Regions from separate parts of the Gossypium hirsutum genome. Here region 1 is linked to region 2. Evidence: chromatin contacts called from public Hi-C data. All regions are on one chromosome and are shown on one strand. The core of a region is the stretch at or near the end of the contact, and the rest is flanking DNA. Distances in the headings are between cores, read along the strand shown. Region 1 has its middle 13 kb from the start of LOC107895241. Region 2 holds the start of LOC107895249 (protein SAWADEE HOMEODOMAIN HOMOLOG 2).

Region 1 (3,788 bases), core at 992-3,491, 140 kb before region 2:
GAAAAACAACTTCTAATTCATCTCATACCTTCATTTTCAGCTGGATTAGATTATTCAAATTAGAACGCTCTAGTGCCCTTTGAATACCCGACAACTTATTTAACAATTGTCTTTTAAAAGTCCCAATGTGTCCGTTTTATTTCATTCTTTAATACTAGAAGTAAATTGAGAAAGTGAGGTTGACATACTTCCATTAAAGTGTCGCTTGCCTTGGACAAAATCAGAGAAATTTAGATGTTTAATCCATCCTTCCAGAAAATGAAAAACCCTTCCCCTCAACATATTGAACTCCAGCCTAAAGGAAAGAAGTAAAGGCCTATGATCAAATTTAATTCTTGAGAGATGAGTAACCATGCAATTAAAAATGCTTTCATCCAATCATCATTGCCAAGAGCTCGATCAAGCCTCTCAAAAACACCTCTATACTAAGTAAAAGAGAGACCCTTAAACCCCAAATCTTATAATTTAGTCGAATCAACAAAGTCACCAAAAAAAAGAATCTCCTTCCACTAGAATGTCCACCTTTCTTGTCACTAGAGTAAAGAATAGCATTAAAATCACTAATAGCCATCCAAGGAAATGATATCGAAGGAATAGACGATTTCAAAGTATCCCAAAGGAACTTACGCTTCTGTCTATCAGGGCTACCATAAACAAAAACTATGAAAACAGACTTTGATGGAATGTTACTTAAAACCCGAATCAGAATAAATTGTGGATGATTCCGAACCACCTTGATTGGAATCGAATCCTTTCAACCAATCCAAATACCCCTAGAATATCCAACACTTCTATGCTATGGGAACACTGAAATCCCAACTTAGCAACATTTGCATCTACTTTGGTGCCACTAGCTCTCAGTTCAAGTAGACTAACAATGTTTGGTTTATACTCCAAATTATATTCTCGTAAAATATAGGAAAATTTAAAGCTAGCACATCCATGGTAGTTTCAAGAAAAAATAGATAAATTCATATTTATAGTAGATAGAGAAAAAGAAACAACTTTTATTGCCCGAACACTTCCGTGACTTCCAACTGTTCTTCTGTCTTATTCAGGTTTCCCTTACTAGCTTTAATTTCAAGTTGAGAGGAAATAAGCTCAACTAAGGAATTTATTGAATCATATAAAGGAACTCGAGAGCTTCTGGTCGTATTAAACCGACTCCCTTGACCTTTGTTAATTTTCTTCCCACCCTATCGAAACCATTCTTCTTACTAGCACTTTGCCCTTTAACACTAGAATTGTCATTACCTAAAGCGAACCACTTTCCTCCCTCACTGTGCATACATAATTTCGGGAAAAGTTTTCCTTAAAAGTGACTGATGAATGCTTCTCGGGATCCAAACTACCGTCACTCATCAGAATTCCAAACTCCATCAGTCTTTCGAATGTCAGGTTAAAATGGGATGTGGTTGCACATTGGGTTTCAACACCCATGATTGTTCCAACTATAGTAGCAGCTTCATTGGAAGAGACAACAGGTAATAGTGCAGCTTCAGAAACAAGACTAGATTGATCCATATGCACTTGGGCCTCCATAGCCTGACCTAACAAATCTGAGCCCATGTAGCCTTGGACAAAATAGACAAACTCGCCTTTATTGCTACCTTCAGCGCATTTTTTTTAGGCCAGGCCATTTCCTTGCACCAGCTGCCTGTTCGCCTTTCAATTTTTTTAGCCTCCTCTAATTCTAATATGCTTTCTACTATAGTCGCTTCCTCACTTGTACCCATAACCCCAGACCACTTTCCTTAGGCTATGTTATTATTTTGCCCAATTTTCTCCCTCAATAACCCATGATCTATTCTTCCATTAATAATTAAATCATCTTGGATTTCACCGCCCATAATTTCTTTCCTTTTATTACGGGATCCCAATAATTTCTTAGAAATTAAAACATTATAACCCTCTTTTGGGAAACTAAAACATTTCTTATCTAAATCCATCAGCGCACTAAATCGGGATCTACCAGTTTTTCTTGCATGGTTTTCCAATCCCATCTTTTGGGAAATTGGATTTTCTCTCAACCAACATCCAAGGCCCATAATCCCTACTTGCTTCCACCATGCTTAGCTTCCACCCTCAGTGTATCGGATGGTAAATTATTAACCTATGAATGCGACATAACTCCATCAGCCTTTGGGCAAAATTCCTTCACGTGTCCATACCGCCCACAAGAAAAGTAAATTATCGATAAGGACTCATACTTTACACGTTGTGGGATGCCATTGATCAAGACCTGAGAGATCAACGGTTTATCCAACTAAATGTATACTGCCATACGGGCAAAGTGACCCCTCGCTCTATTATCCATATTAAAATCCAATTTGGCAACCTTCCCCACCATTTATCCTATCTCCCAAAGAACCTTTCTCTTACACATGTATCCCGATAGGCCTAGTAATTTAATCCAACACATCAAAATGCTAGGGTAAGGTTGCACAGGATTAAAATCCATAGTCTAAGGTTGCACCGTCAGATATTGTCCATAGATGACCTAGGCACTTTGAGAAAGGATGTTTTCGGAATCTTCTTTACTTTGAAATTTCGCCAGAAAATATTCATTCTCAATGTCCATCAGCTGCAATGGCAAAGAAGGCCTCCAAAGGTTGTAAACCCTATTTTGTAGAGTTGCATACCCTATGTTTTGCCCAGGAATTTTAGCACCATCGTAGTAGACATGTCTTTAATGAGAAGTTGGTGTACCCTTTTCGAAAATTCAATTGACGGAATGCCATTAACAGTCAACCTCTTGATATCCCCTTCGTAAAAATCAAAATCGTCATCCACATCCAATTTTGTATTTCCTGCCACCATTTTCGAATCAGTAAGGCCTTTTCCCATTAGCCTCTCTTTCCAAAATAAAGTTGGTTTAGGAGTCAAATCCATATCGACTACTACGTCTAGATCTGTATTCTTATCCTTAAAACGCACCTTCTTAGTGATTTGGTCTTCAGTAGCACAAGCTTCATCATCATCACCCTCTTGAAATTGTTTTTTAAAGGTTGGTTGTACCTCACCTTTTTAAATTGTGATTCAAAATTTAAAATAGTTATTAAATTTCAAAATTTTTTATTCAATTTCTATTTGAATAGTACAGAGTTTATTATGGTAATAATTACACACTTGTAATTACAAAGAATTATAATTTTCTAGAGTGTTTGGTTGTCATAGTGTAATTATATTATAATTTTTTATGTTATGGTTGGTAATACAATTTATAATTACACAATTACATAATTTATATTTTTTTTAAAAATATTAATTGCCATAAAAAAATATTAGTATGATAAAAATAATTTTTAAATAAGTACCAAAAATTAAAATTAAATTATGATATATATTATGTTAGTCAAAAAAAGTAATTGATAATATGATTACTAATAAAAATAGCAAGAAAAATAAACATCATATACAATTTTATCTAATTGTTCTAGTGCATATTTTTTTGGGTTATTCCCTCCTTAATATTAAACATATACTCTTTATCATCTATTGGTCATTGATCAAATTCATCATCATCTGAATTTGAATCAGCATCATTAAGATTATTAAAATTTCATTCTTCCATATACTCTACGAAATATGGATCATCTCAATTCCACCTATAACCGAAGCTATGAAATATGCAACATGTTAGCACGATCCAATTTTGGTTTTTATGCTACATTAAGGCAATATTGTTAATATGAGAATATTTTTTTAAAACAACAAATATCTTCTTCACCACATTTCAAAGCCTTGAATGTTTTAAATTAAAGAGTTACCGAGATATCTATTGTGCA
Region 2 (3,821 bases), core at 1,020-3,519:
GTTAGGTTAATTGCATTTGTCATGTGTTGCCCTCGCACATTCTTTTATTTCAAGCTCTCATGTTTTGTCTTTTTTAATCAGTAAAATAAGATACAGTTTTAATTTATGCACAAGAAAAATTATATTTCATTTTGGGTTAATTTAAACATTTTCATTTAATGAGATTTTGAGTTTGATATATTATTCTTTTTAAGGTCATTGATTACTTAATATTTCAGTTAATGACAGGTAAATAAATGGAGAAATGTTATATATGATGAGTTTGTGCGGCCAGTAGAACGTGTTGTTGACTTCCGCACACATATTAGTGGCATTCGGCCCAGAGACTTGAGGAAAGGTTGGCTTTAATTTGCTTTGGTGGTTACCTGAATTCTCTGAAACTGGAGCATCATATCCTTAAAAAGGCTATTGGCTTATATATATATTGCATATGCAAAGTATATGCGTTTTTGTATAATTCTTACATGATAAAAACCAATTTTAGTTTGAAAACATTTGCCATTCCATTGTTCAAGAAGGTTTGACTGCTTTGGAGAAGAAATTTTGGCCTAATGCAATTTTTTTTTTGTCTCTGCAGCAAAGGATTTTAGGGTTGTTCAGAAGAAAGTGGCAGAGTTGATTAAGGGAAGAATTCTTGTCGGTCATGCGTTGCACAATGACCTTAAGGTTTTCTTTATTTGCTTTGTTGTTTTGTTGTTTGTATGGAAGTAGAAAACTGGCACTGAGATTTTGATTTGACTGCTTATTTTCTACAGGCCTTACTACTAACGCATCCTAAGAAGGACCTGAGGGACACCTCAGAGTTTCAACCGTTTTTAAAGTATTAGTCTTTCATCTCTTAGCTATTATTGCCTGGACAATTGAGTGTGTTAAACAGCTCCTATGGTGCCTCAGATAACAATGATTGTTGTTGCAACAGGGAAGGACGCAGAAAGGCACTTCGGCATCTTGCAGCAGAGGTTCTAGGTGTTGAGATCCAGAATGGCGAACACTGCCCTGTAAGTAAAATGTTCATTAGATACTTGTTCTCCAAACTGTTAGCAAACATGAAATAATTACATTGAAACTACAGAAAAAGACTTGGTTGATTGATCTGATATGCTCTAAACTTGTCTATTAGAAGGTTGTTGACATTACTAATCTGAATCTGAGATGCTCAAAGTCACAGGCTTGTCACTAGAGTGGTAATTTTGTTCATTTTAAACATTTTCATTCTTGAAGGCCAATGCGCGACAATAAGGTGACACAATTGTGTTATGTCATCTGTTATTCATTACAAGGGAAGGTAGTTTTCTTTGGAAGAATACTTGGGGCTGGAAAGTTCCTTCTCAAGTGTTTCTTCACTGCTGGTCTGCCAAGCTCTCAAAAGATCCTTATTGTGTAGAACTTAATTAGAAAGGGTTGTTTTGTAATTATCAAGGGAATTATGGTCTTTTTCTGAAACATATTCGAGTTGGTTTAGCTCAAATGTGTTTAGGGGCAAACTTTGAGACAGCTTTCCCTATTTTTGCTCTAAACCAACAATGCAACGTTTTCAAACTAACATGTATTGTCATTCGTCAGGTAGACGATGCTCGTGCTGCAATGCTTCTTTACTCAAAACACCGGAAGGAATGGGAAAGAAGCGTTAAGGATCAATTAAGGCTCAAAGAAAAGCAGAAGAAACGCAAGCAGAGAAAGAAACCAAAGGCTGATATCAACCATTCTCTGATTGCATCTTAATGGTGACAAGTCGCATAATTGTCGAAAATGAAGTTCCAAAATCTTCAGCAGGATCACCTTCATGGAGAGTGATTTACAGAATCCTTACCATAAATCTGGACTGCAAGAAACAAATGATGCAGCATCAAACGGTGATCAGAGAACAAAAGGCCGACCTCTTCATCTGTAGTTAAACTTAGTATGATGGAAAAAAAAACTTGGTTATGTATCCCATTCAATGAAATATTACAATCACTAGTTTTTACCATTTACTTTCTGAAAATGAATTTATAACTTTATTCATAAATTTTGCATTACAATGTCTACATTGACTTTTCTATGTATCAAAATTTTACTAAGTGATTAGCACTTGGAATTTGATAATCAAATCCAATTTGCAAGTATAAGTTGATAGGATGCATAAAGCCAGAGCGGAAAAGGAGAAGATAAATTATATTAAGTCAATTGTTTGAAAACATCACTCGCTTTGATTTTCTTTTAAGACCTTTGAGATTTTATTAGGAGCCTTATAAAAAACTTGCGAACACGTTAGCTAAAGTTCAGCAAATTGATTTGCAACCAAATTGTGTTTTTTAGGTATATATCTGATATGCCGTTGGTTTTCAGCCCTTAGACATCGCCGAGCACTCCAATATCATTAGTAAAATGGAAAAGAAAATGAAAATCTTTCTCTTTTTAAGACAAAGGTAAAAAAGGAGACCGAAAAATCACGGGATTCACTCGCATTGGCGACTGAATTAGGGTCGAAACTACCCCCATCCCAAACAAATTTGCTTTCTCTTTTTTATTTTCTATTGTCCATAGTTCTATCAGAAATTCTAAACCTTTGATAAGACAAAATCTGGTCCCTCTCCAGAATAATCATAAAAAAAAAAAATTGCACTTACTATACTTCAATACCCAAAAGCATATCAAGTTTATATTTTTCTAGAAAGAAGAAAAAAAAAGGGAAAAAAGCCCGCGCGACCAAGAGTGTTGGAATAGATGGGTCGGCATCCGAGTAGTGGCGGCCCTGCCTTTCGTTTCACCCAAACTGAGGTACCCTTTTTCTTTTCAAGAGAAATTAGTTATATTGCTTATAGTGTTGTTTCATAGTAATGGTTTCGATTTTTAGTTTGAAATCTCAAATGGGTCAGTGGGATTGCATGCTTTAGTCAACTAATTTCTGGGTTTTTTTTATTTGAAAATTTCTGCTAATGATTGCTTTGATTGGTTGAGTTTTTTGTGTGATAGATTGTTTAGCATTTAGTCTATTTTGTTAATGGTAGTGTTAGTAATCCAATTTTAATATTTTTGGTAAATAAACGTAGTTGTAAGTGCATAGGCTTTGTTTCAAGATTTTTCTTTCGTAAGTTCTAGTGTAGTATAGTTTTTTTCGTTTATTTCTTTAAACAATGAATTTGTAACATAATCTCTGCATTAAGGTGGCGGAGATGGAGACTATTCTCCAGGAGCACCATAATCAGATGCCTGTTCGAGAGATCCTTATGAGTCTTGCAGATAAGTTCAGGTATGCATTAGTATCCTCAACAACATTGTGTTGCATGATGTATAGTTCTTTTTTTTTTTTTTTTCTCTTATAAGAAACTGTAAGCAAATTTGCTTTGGATGTAGTGAGTCGGCAGAACGGAAAGGGAAGATCGTTGTGCAGTTTAAGCAAGTAAGAAGTTGGATTTTATTTTTTTGTTAAGGAGGAAATATTTTCAACCGATTACACTTGGAAAACTTCTTGTGTAGATATGGAACTGGTTCCAGAATAGGCGCTATGCGATAAGGGCAAAATCAAATAAGGTTCCTGGGAAGCTAAATATTACATCTATGCCTCGGGATGATTCCAATCCCATGAGAAATGTGCCACAGCCTGTTGCAGCTCCCGTGCCTCCTCATATGACTGCTCCAATGCCTGCTTCTACAGGTAGAATAATTTCTGACTGTCTTTAGAGTTCTTTTTCCCTTTCAAGTCTTCCGTATCATCGCACTTCAGATTTATAGTCCTCATTTGCTGCTCTCAGTTCCAGGTGCAGGAAGGAATTTGTCAGAATCTTATATGGAGTTTGAAGCTAAATCTTCAAGGGATGGTGCATGGTAAGTTTGTTCAT

The links. Hi-C and Micro-C count contacts between places; a contact is called where the count stands out from the background.
Region 1: a contact with region 2 is called in a Hi-C map of leaf, with 2.5 times the contacts expected there. The contact joins the enhancer-like site here to the promoter of LOC107895249 in region 2. A contact is called at or near these places in 2 of 34 Hi-C or Micro-C datasets (hypocotyl and leaf).

The regions. Positions count from the first base shown.
Region 1 is chrA13:97,444,159-97,447,946 of Gossypium_hirsutum_v2.1, reverse strand. No RefSeq gene overlaps it. Among protein-coding and RNA genes, the nearest start is that of LOC107895241, 13 kb to the left of the region's middle. Within about 2 kb of position 2,241, at least 8 of the 9 cell types and tissues checked have an H3K27ac peak or open chromatin away from gene starts, as enhancers often do. A contact at or near this core is called in hypocotyl and leaf, where this site is marked.
Region 2 is chrA13:97,300,618-97,304,438 of Gossypium_hirsutum_v2.1, reverse strand. It overlaps LOC107895249 (protein SAWADEE HOMEODOMAIN HOMOLOG 2), which reads left to right and starts at 2,269. Exons shown (of 9, transcript XM_016820532.2): 1 at 2,269-2,760; 2 at 3,147-3,232; 3 at 3,337-3,382; 4 at 3,460-3,637; 5 at 3,735-3,807. The coding sequence starts at 2,707. LOC107895248 (RNA exonuclease 4) reads left to right here. Exons shown (of 9, transcript XM_016820531.2): 5 at 229-337; 6 at 578-666; 7 at 756-820; 8 at 920-998; 9 at 1,564-2,008. The coding sequence ends at 1,722.